3 separate regions of the Mus musculus genome follow, and regions 1 and 3 are each linked to region 2. Evidence: chromatin contacts called from public HiChIP or PLAC-seq data. All regions are on one chromosome and are shown on one strand. Each heading gives the region's core, a stretch centred on a gene start, on an enhancer-like site or on the middle of the called end of the contact. The rest is flanking DNA. Distances are from core to core; before and after follow the strand shown.

Region 1 (3,397 bases), core at 730-3,229, 420 kb before region 2:
CAGTAAAAGAGACAGTCCTCACCTGTTCTGGGAGACATCACCCAATCCCCTGAAAAAGCATAGAACAGAAGGTAAAGGAGTAAGGAGCCTCTCTCTGCTGGAGCTGGGACCCCATCGCTCCATGCCCTTCCTGGCTACTGGGACTCCATCCCTCCTGGCCTGCCAGGACCTCTCCTTCCCTACCTGGCCTGCTGGGATCCCACCCCTCCCTGCCCTCAGAAATTGATGCTTCTGGTTTGGGGATCTTAAGACTTGTAATGAGTGACATTGCAAATCCTCTTGGCCTTCAGCTGGTAGACAGCTGTTCATGGAACATCTTAGCCTCCACACCTGCAGGAATAAATCCCTCATGTGAAATAACTCTCTCCGTGCTCCTATACACACATATAGCTAGGTATAAATGATACAGATATCATTTATAGATACAGATTATACATGTGGGTGATACAGGTCATATATGAGCTTGAAACCATGTGCCCAGCCCCCAGAACCCATATTGTAGAAAGAGAGAACTGATTCTGCAACGTGTCTTCTGACCATGCCATGCGCTTGTTAAATCACATACACACACAAAATAAAATAAATGTGAACCCAAACCAAAAGGCCTGGTAATTCAAAAATACTACCATTCAGGTAGCATGGGGTTCACTGTTAAAAGAAGCACCTGCCAGTGCTTGTCTTAGGGAAAGAAGGAAAGAAGGTGGAGGTGTCAAAATCCAGAAGCTTGGTGACATCTTGCAGCAGGAGCATGGGCCTCTGGGAGTCACATGCCCAGCCGGCATCAGTGACAGAGGCAGATAGCACCAGGCTGGTCCCTGTGAGCATGAGACAAACTAAGTCCTGGATTCCCTTCCAACTGCGGGCAAGCACTGCATCCGTCTCCCGGGAGCTGCATTTACAGATCCATGCTAGCACAGCTGGCTTTTACAAGGTGTCAGGGATCAAGCAGCAAGCACTTTACCAGTTGAACCCTCTCCCTGGTCTTCTTTGTGGGGTGTTTGGTTGGTAGATGTGTTTTTAAGCTCAGGTTGATGTCTACGTTTCTATGCAACTAAAGGTGACTTCACTCTTTGGTTCTGCTTCCAGCTCCCTGTGCTGAAACTACAGGGTAGACCACCACAGAATGCGATGCTGGGGATTGAACCCAGGGCCTCATACCTGCTTATCCATCACTCTGCCAACTACAGTCCTGGAAGAGTATATTCTGTAAGCAATAAATGTCAGAACTGTCAAGTATGCTCTGATGAACTTTGGTACGGCCAATATTAAGCAATACAGCCCCTTGTGTCAACACCCTGAGAAGGCTCTACTTTTCAAACAAGATTAAAAGCAAAGCGATGACGCTATTAAGCCATGAATTCATTTTGGGCTTCTTGTTAGCGGTAGGTCTTCTATTAATAAACCAGTAATAAATAACAATTGTTCCAAATAACAATAAACTTCTAGGGGAAAATAGAGATCTAGAAATTAGTCACAACTGACTTGGGGCATGCTGGAAATTATGAATACACTCTAATTTAAACTAAGTGCTTTACAGTTTTTTTAAAATTTGCTCACATCTATCTTGTTATTTAATCCTCATAGAAATTGAGTGGCGAGTTTTGGCTAATCATTCAGATGTGCATATCAAACTCACACACAGCACGCATACCCACACTCCCCACACACACAAGAGAGAGACAGACAGACAGAAACAGAGAGACAGGAAGCCAGAGACCGAGAAAAACACACAGCGACAGTTACCCTTGAGCCACAAAGAGTTTGGTAGGTTCGCCAAGTTTTCGATGGTAGAACAGGGTGAGGGGTCCAAGCTTTCTGAATCCCATAGGGTGGGGACCAAGTGTATCCCTGTGTGATGTCCTTAACACAGCCAGGTCAAGGGCCAATCTATGTCACGGGCCAGTCCTAGGGCCTTCCCCTGGGCTATGTGTGGATGTTAACCTTAAGCTAAAAACAGGAAGTGGAGAGAGTCATCCTGGATGGCTTCATGATCATGCCCCTTGAGACTGTTCTCCTACAGAGACCCCCTACTAGGTTTAGCTAACCCAGGTCCCCTTCATGTCATACATGATAAATGTGCTGAGTGTCGGGCATGCTGATGTGTCTCCATTTGAGGGCCTGTCTCGCCTGATCTTGACTTTACATTATTGTCTGACTATCGTTCATCGTTTTTTCCTTTCATATGAAACCTGCCCAGTCTACAACGTTACTTGCATGTATGTTTTCCGGGCTGACCATTTGGTATTGGGCAACCAGCTGACGTGCTCTTTCCTGGGGAAGACTTTTGCCTGCTCTCAGCTTCCTTAAGGTGTCTACAGGTCTTTGTCTAGGCTTGAGTCTCCTTGGGCTTTTCCCCCTTCCATGTTAGCATGCCTGTTGGTGTTTGTACAGGTCAAGTTGAGGCAGCCATGTTTCTCATCCAGAAAACTTGCCTTTGCAAGAGATGGAGGCCATTATGGAAAACCACAACCAATCAAAATGCAGAGTTGTGGAGCCCAGTCCCAATGGCTACATCTATAGTCAAACTCTTGCGTCCAAGGCTCAGGAGTCACCGTGGAAGAGGGGCGTACACTGTAAGAGCCAAAGGAACAGGGGGTTGCTGTAAGGTTGTGTGTCCCAGAAGCATCTGTCCTTCCTGAAGTCCGGTTTCTGGGACCCTGCCTCTTGGACTGAGGCACCACAGCCACCCAGTGCTACTTCTTGGTCATGTTTCAGCAAATATAAGCAGGGAGTATTGCCTCCTATTTCTTCCATGCAGTGGTGAAAGCTATCCTTCTAGGCAATACATGTGAAATGTGCCACACAGACTATTGGAAAACAAGCCACAGTAATAAAAACGATGTCTAATATTTGTTGCTTCTATGTCCTAAACACCTTTCTTTATGTAACCCCTAGAAATAGCTATAGGAATGTGTATTTCTTATAACTCCTTGTTAGGAATGAATAAAGAGAGCTTCAGGTGAGTTCCAAAGCTACTTGGCCTATCTTGATGTGGCAGTGCACACCATAACCTCAGCTTGGAGGGGGACAATCCCTAGGAATTCTAGACAAGCCCGGGGCTACAGAAAGAGTCTGAAGCCAGCCTAGAAAACATAGTAAAACTCTGTCTCAAAAAAAAGATCAAATTACTTTAATTGAAATCAAGCCACTTGTCTGGTAAATTACAGAATAAGGGTCAGTGAGGGGTTGTCTGATCCCAACGCCACTCTCCTCCCCGCTCTTAGCTGCAGGCTCAGAACCTGCTCTACCTGCGGATCCATCCTGTCTTTCTTGAATTCAGAGTATCTGAGAAGAGTGTGAGGACACAGTCTCCCGTAAAGAGCATGAGGTTATGACCTAACACCTAGGAAAGGGAGACTCACTCTGAAGCTTTCATTTGCTGTGCAGTTGTGATGTA
Region 2 (3,540 bases), core at 563-3,062:
GTCCCTTGTCCTTCTACTTCCAAATTCCCCTCTTCTGATATGAACACCAGCCATACTGGATCAGGATGGCAGCTTATCACCACCCAACAGTCTTGTTCAGAGGTAACCTGATTAATACCATTAGTCTCTTTTGTGCCCCTTCAAGGATTTTTCCCTTAAACAGTATTTCGAGGACAAATCCTTCAGTAGCACTTTAAAATTAAGAACTCCCGTGTTTCTAGTTACAGAAATAAACAAATAAAGGGCTGTTGAGATGTGTGAATGAAGGGGCAGATCGCTAAGCGTTGCCTCTGGCACCGGGTAGCCATATTGTTCTCCCTGGTTGAGACCTTTTCAGATAATACTCCGCAGTGTGACTCCAGCCAGCTACAGCCTCGCAACCGCATGCAACCTGTTCCTGCCAGTGGGGATCGCCACACTCCATGTGAAAACAAAAGGGCACAGTTTCCACGCTCAGGTTCTCTCCTCAGGAGTACCACAGTCCCTGAGTAAGCAACAGAGCCCTTTCATGCCCACTGACGGCCATGCCGGCAGAATCCAGAACGCAGCTCTGCCTTCTGCTTTATTTTGTGCCTGGAGCCCTCTGGACATACTATGTAATATTTTCATGTAAATAGCAAAGCCCCAGCCACATCTTTGAGAGCAGCATTTAACACCACCCCAAAAGACCCAGAAGCTCTTAAGCACACATGCCTGCCCTCTGGGGACATGTGGCAGGGTGGCTGCTCTCAGCCCTGGCCTCTGAGCTTGCGTTCTCAAGCCAAGCTCCTCAGCCCCTGAAGAACCATTCTTTCAAGGCAGCAGAGGAAGGCGGTGGAGAGCCTCCCACATCCGATGACAGAGGGGAGTGCTGTGTGCACAGCAAGCGTAGCCCACCACAGAGACTGAAGGAACTGGGGTCCTCTCAGGAGGCGAGGGCCGCAGATATAGGTCACAGGTCACAGATATAGGTCAATAGTGGAGGGTGGTTGTTGTTGTTGTTTTTCGAGACAGGATTTCTTTGTATAGCCCTGGCTGTCCTGGAACTCACTCTGTAGACCAGGCTGACCTAGAACTCAGAAATCCACCTGCCTCTGCCTCCCAAGTGCTGGGACTAAAGGCGTTCGCCACTATGCCCAGCAATAGTGAAGCTCTTGCCTAGAAAGTAAGGAGTCTTTCAAACACATGGGGGAAAAAAATGCCACCGTTAGGCACTATGTGGGACAGGAATGAAATCTTAAAACTACTGCAAGTGCATCAAGAAAGGACATGCACATATCACACACACAGCATCCTCACCATACCACAGCAAGCATACAACACACACATACACACACCACACCGAACGCATACACATCACACATACATGTATATATCACATTCACCATATATACACACACATACACAACACATATACCCCTTCCCCCAACACACACACAGGAAATGGACATGCTCACCCAGTAGCAACTGGAGATCTCACACACACACACACACCAGGTACAAGACATACCCATAGCTCGCCCCCCAAACACACACACAAACAGAGGAAATGGCAGTATTCACCCAATAGCAGCTGAAGGACATAGACACACAGACACACATACATGCACAGACACACATATTCATATCCCACCCTCACACACACAGAGGAAATGGCAGTGCTCACATAGTAGCAGCTAGGGGTCATAGGCACAACAGAGGGAGAGGGAGAGAAAGAGAGAGAGAGAGATGTTATTGGGTGTTTGCCCAATAGCAGCTAGAGGTCACAGAGAGGTCATGGAGACAAAGTCCCAGCAGACTGAGGTTAAGTCACACCAGGAAGAGATGAGGGGTGAGTGACCCAGGGCCCTACTTGGTTGTTCCTCAGCAGACACAGGACTCTCACTGTCCTTGGAGTGGAATTGGCTCAGCCCCTGAGCCTGTGACTTGCCAGGATTGCATGGAATGCCATTGGAGATGCGAGACAATTTTAGAAACAGGAAATTGGAAGTGTGCTGCTTAAAATACTTGGGGCTGTGTGTACAAGAGAAGAGAGGGTCTGTGCATGTCTCAGAAGAGCGCTTGTGTGGACGCACCCAGGCTGGCTTGCGGGCAGCCAGGGCAGCCGGGAGGCATCAGGCTGGCCTGGCCTTGTCAGCTCCTGTCTTCCACAGAGACTGGCTTGTTTGGCATAGCCATTTTCTTTGCTTCAGAGTCAAAGCTGTCTGCCCCTTTTCTTCTCTCCTCCTGCACTGGCGGCGGCGGGGGTGGGGTGGGGACGTTGTTATATGTGGATACTCGGAAAAATAAACATGCATTTTAATATCCATGCTCCCCCACAGTCAGCAAGCGATTTCTTCCACCCAGGTGGAAAAAGGATAGGGCCTCTCTGACATGCTGGTTAGTCTGAAAACAGGCCGCTAAATGCATAATGAACAGCCTCAGAGGAGTCAATCTGCATGTTAAAATGGTGTTCAGCAGCCCAGGCTGTCACACAACATAATTTGAAGATGAATGTGCATCCAATCAGACGGCCGTTCGCTGACTGCAGAGTCCTGGCTATTAGGATTACCTGTCTGCTGGGTGGCCCCCAAATCTGTAGTGAGATGAATGGGGGTCCCCCTCAACCCTACCCAGATTTGCTAGAGCCAGACTAAGGTCAACATACAGATAACCTAAAGAGGACCCCAGCATAAAGACATGCTAGAGTCGGGAGATGGGCAGTGATGACAGAGAGGTATTTAGCCTGGCATTCAGTAGTTTTGAGCAGGTCTGCAACAGCAGGTCCTGCTGGCCACAGGCGTGGCTGGAGCCAGGGCCCGCCCGTCACTGCAGTTACAGCCTTCGCATGAATGATGCGCAAACCTCACTTTTGTCTCTGAGCGTTTGACACCAATTAGGACCTGACTCCAGGGGCAGAACTTCACAAGTACATGAGGAACACTGGAAAAATGAGGCTACAGACCAGAAATGAGCCATCTGCCTGGTAAAAACTGTATCCTCGAGGTAGCATTTACATGGGGACACCGGGCAGCGTGTCACTCATTGTCCCTTCCCACAGCTCCACAGCACAAAGGGGATTTCGGAGCCATGTTGCCTTTAAGGCCCTGTACTTGGAAAGCCTGCATGAACCTTTTTTTTTTTTTTTTTTTTTTTTAATTCTAAATGCCTGCTGGAGCTGCAGCTAAATGCCAAGCCCTGGGGAAGGCTTCATATTCGCTGCAGGTTTCATGCCTTGCTCCCGTCTTGAGGTTCCCAAATACTGAAAATAGGCAGCCTAAAGCCAAATTTGGGGCGTAGGAAATAGCAGTAAATAACATTATAAGGTCCTTCCTTGGTGGCGTCAAATCCTCTTCCGAAAGAAGGAGGGGGGGACAAATGGAACCCAGGTGCCAAAAGCCACAGGCTCTGCAGCAGAGCAATCTGCCTGCAGAGAAGCTGGATACAGTTTCTCCATGGGTTCCAGGCACACTGACTCTTGCCAGCCCCCCTACAGCTGCTCCCTGGCCAGCTTGACCTTTCATTACAGGCCAGCCAAACAAGCTAGCAGGAAGGCCACCTACGTTTAGTGGGTGTATGTTG
Region 3 (3,210 bases), core at 490-2,989, 350 kb before region 2:
GAGGCAGCTGTCTTTGAGTAATTTCTGCTCCAGTAAGGAACCCCTCACCCATATTCCTGTAAGTAACACCAATGAAACTCATTGGTTCTTTAAGTTGGACCTTTGATGGCATCTGTTCTCTGGTCTGTGGTGGGTTCTCTGTCTGGAATGAGTAGGTGTGTGTATCGCACCTCCCCGGGAAAAGTTTTGTCATACAAAAAACAAGGCCCAGCCTTCTTTTATTCCTGGGTACTTTAGAAAACAGGGCTGTGTTTTTACCCCCTCCCCCCCCCAAATCCATTCAAAAAGCCGTTTCATGAACACCCCACCATCGAGGTCTGTAGCCCAGGGACCCCAGAAGTGCTAGCAATTTCTGCCTTTTCATTTTTGCAGACGTCTCTGGGCAATGGTGTAAGACTGAGCCAAGGGTGTTTGAACTTTCTTGTCAGATGTTCTACTCAGTGTCTGGGTAGATAATGTGTGATAATAATTAACAAAACCTGAGATTACTTCTCTGCAGCTACTCCATTTCAATCGTGCTATTGTGAATGTGAATCCATTGAAATAAAAAAATATATCTAGTGGTAAGCTAAGCCTGCCCCCCACACACTTTTTGGCTTGTTTTTGTTTTGGTCACAACAAACTGTGAAATGCTGTGTTTTTTTTTTCTTTCTTTCTTTCTATAGTTCTAAAGCATGAAATCTGCAATCTTTCCACTTGATTTAGGCAGGACCCTTAATTGCTGCCGTCATTAGCACCTAGTGTTCAAAACAGTCTGTTTAAATGTACTGTTAGTCTCACCTCCAAGTCCCTGCTTGCTTGGTTTTATTTTTTTTCAAGGATAAATAAAACAATAATCGTCATAATAACCACAGTCGTTATGTACAGAGAAATAAATAATATCCCAAGGTTTTGTTTTGTTTTGACTGCTTAGTTCTGTTCATTGAGGAATGGGTACTTTGATGAAATTTCCAGGAGGTAAAGGTGACTGACTGCCCCAGATCTTGACAACCTTGGTTCAAACTCAAGTACCCACCTTAGAGGACTCCACAAAGCTGTCTTCTGACTTCTAAGCGTGCGTGGGGTGTGGCACTAGGCACTTCTTCCCAATAAACAAATAAACGTAAGGAAAAAAAATTATTTGAGTTAAAGAGGGTCCTAGAGTTTGAGCAAGAGTTCACTAGCAGGGTCTTCTCTGGGCCTTGAAAACAAGCCACTCGTTTGCCTATTTCATTTCACATGGGTGGGGATGACAGCTGCTGGGAAGCTGCACTGTTTCTGCCTGGTCATGCACATTTCTGCAATATAATGCATAAATGTATAACAACAACTTGGGCTCGCTGGATACCTCGCTGGGCAGAAGGAAACACAGCCAGCCTGGCGCGTCCCCGCGCACTCGCGCGCGCGCACACACACATACACGCGCGCCGCGCGCTCACTTACACACACACACACACACACACACACACACACACACACACACACACACACACACACACACGGGTCAAAAGGTGATCCACTCCTAAGATTCCCCCCAATCTTTGTTTTCCCCCCTCTTCCTGGCAGGTCGGGGCTTCCCAGCCTGGGGAGCAGCTGGATTGGGGAAGGGGAGGGGGTGGGGGGGCAAGGGAGGCGGGAGTCAGGTCGGTGCGCGCCGCGCCCGCTCCCGCCAGGGGAGAGTCCGGGCCGGGTTTTGCACCGGGTCCCCGGGCTTGTCTCACGGCCTCCAGCCGCCGCCGCTGCCGTGTTTACTGAGCTCGCGCGTCCTGATATCACTCCGCTGGCATGGAGGAGGAGGAGGAGGTGGAGGAGCGCGAGGAGGAGGAGGAGGCGGCGGCGGCGGCGAGCAGTTGATCATTGTGATGGTGGCGGAGGCGGCGGCGGCAGCGGCAGCCTGGCCGAGCATTAGTGGCTGCTCTCCGCGCGGCGTTTCGCAAAGGACTCCAGCGATCTACTTTTGCAGTCGCCTCGGACTGTCCATGTGTTTACTTGCCCAGCCCGAGGACTCGATGTCTAGGCTCCTGTGAAATGCAACTGAGCAGCCAAAGTACTTTGAGAACACGGGGCGGCATAAACACCAAAACTTTTTTGTGGAAGGAAAATGCAATAAGCAAGCTCGCCGTTTTCCGATGCGGCGTGGAGTGAGTGTGTGTCGCGCGTGTCCGCACTGGAGGCACACGCTCGTGTGTGTACATGGGGTGTGTTTTTCGGTACGTAGGGAGAAAATGCTTGCCAACCACCGGAAACCTCCTGGAATTTATTAGAAAATAATGGATTATTAAAAGGAGGCAGGCGAGGAGCGGATCTCCCCTTGAGTTGCAAGCCGATCTGCTGCCGGCTCAGTTTGTTGGGATTCTATTTGTTGATAGGTGTCTGATGGTATTCTGATAACACCCCCTTTTTTTCTCCCCTCGATCTTTACAGTTTTTTTAAGGAAAAAAAACACCCCAAAATCTCTTCCCCCTTTTTTCACCCCGTGGGGATCGCTGTTTTTTCATCCATGTGCTTGCGTCTCCCCCGCGTTCCACTTAAACTATTTTAATCCTTGGACCCAAGGAGAAGGCTGATAGGGGGTGGATTAAAAAAAAAAGTTCTTCCAAAATAGTGTGCCCCGGGAGCAGGATGGGGGATTTCGCAGCCCCCGCTGCCGCCGCGAATGGTAGTAGTATCTGCATCAACAGCAGCCTGAGCAGCAGCCTCGGCGGGGCCGGGATCGGCGTGAATACTCCCAATAGCACTCCGGTTGCTCCGAGTGGCAATCACCCCGCTGCCGGCGGCTGCGGCGGCTCCGGGGGCCCCGGCGGCAGCTCGGCGGCCGTCCCCAAGCACAGCACGGTAGTCGAGCGGCTCCGCCAGCGCATCGAGGGCTGCCGGCGGCACCACGTCAACTGCGAGAACAGGTATCAGCAGGCTCAGGTGGAGCAGCTGGAGCTGGAGCGCCGGGACACCGTGAGCCTCTATCAGAGGACCCTGGAGCAGAGAGCCAAGAAATCGGGCGCCGGCAGCGGCAAGCAGCAGCACCCGAGTAAAACCCAGCAAGATGCGGAGGCTGCCTCAGCCGAGCAGAGGAACCATACGCTGATCATGGTGAGGGCTCACTGGGGTGCGCGTTGGGGTCGGGGGCGTGGAGTTCCTGGCTTGGGGGCTGTGAGGGTCTGATTTGCACCGAGGGATGAGGTGGGATGGAGACGAAGGGTTAACGTCAACTTTTCTCAGGGTAAACGCTTTCGC

What was found. HiChIP or PLAC-seq counts read pairs in DNA pulled down with a chosen protein or histone mark.
Region 1: an H3K27ac HiChIP or PLAC-seq map of regulatory T cells shows a contact between it and region 2, with 5 times the contacts expected there. The contact joins two enhancer-like sites. A contact is called at or near these places in 1 of 15 datasets of contacts at CTCF or cohesin (the NIH/3T3 cell line), 2 of 484 Hi-C or Micro-C datasets (the N1E-115 cell line and bone marrow-derived macrophages) and 8 of 115 datasets of contacts at active chromatin or transcription factors (craniofacial prominence, embryonic basal ganglia, embryonic hindbrain and 5 more).
Region 3: an H3K4me3 HiChIP or PLAC-seq map of forebrain shows a contact between it and region 2, with 5 times the contacts expected there. The contact joins the promoter of Maml3 here to the enhancer-like site in region 2. A contact is called at or near these places in 11 of 39 promoter capture datasets (the 3T3-L1 cell line, 3T3-L1-derived adipocytes, the HPC-7 cell line and 6 more), 3 of 15 datasets of contacts at CTCF or cohesin (CD8 T cells, the NIH/3T3 cell line and pro-B cells), 9 of 484 Hi-C or Micro-C datasets (the Ba/F3 cell line, the HL-1 cell line, the N1E-115 cell line and 6 more), 29 of 115 datasets of contacts at active chromatin or transcription factors (the 230-238 cell line, the NIH/3T3 cell line, T-cell acute lymphoblastic leukemia and 21 more) and 1 of 9 other capture datasets (pancreatic islet).

Annotation. Positions count from the first base shown.
Region 1 is chr3:52,169,358-52,172,754 of GRCm38.p6, reverse strand. Gm30074 (a long non-coding RNA gene) reads left to right here. Exons shown (of 3, transcript XR_867257.3): 3 at 1,087-1,674. Among named protein-coding and RNA genes, the nearest start is that of Gm30074, 9.0 kb to the left of the region's middle. Within about 2 kb of position 1,979, at least 15 of the 459 cell types and tissues checked have an H3K27ac peak or open chromatin away from gene starts, as enhancers often do. A contact at or near this core is called in regulatory T cells, where this site is marked.
Region 2 is chr3:51,748,498-51,752,037 of GRCm38.p6, reverse strand. All of the region lies in intron 2 of Maml3 (mastermind like transcriptional coactivator 3), which reads left to right. Among named protein-coding and RNA genes, the nearest start is that of Gm46803, 43 kb to the right of the region's middle. Within about 2 kb of position 1,812, at least 123 of the 459 cell types and tissues checked have an H3K27ac peak or open chromatin away from gene starts, as enhancers often do. A contact at or near this core is called in CD8 T cells, the N1E-115 cell line, acute myeloid leukemia and 17 more, where this site is marked.
Region 3 is chr3:52,103,535-52,106,744 of GRCm38.p6, reverse strand. Maml3 (mastermind like transcriptional coactivator 3) reads left to right here and starts at 1,739. Exons shown (of 5, transcript NM_001004176.2): 1 at 1,739-3,066. The coding sequence starts at 2,602.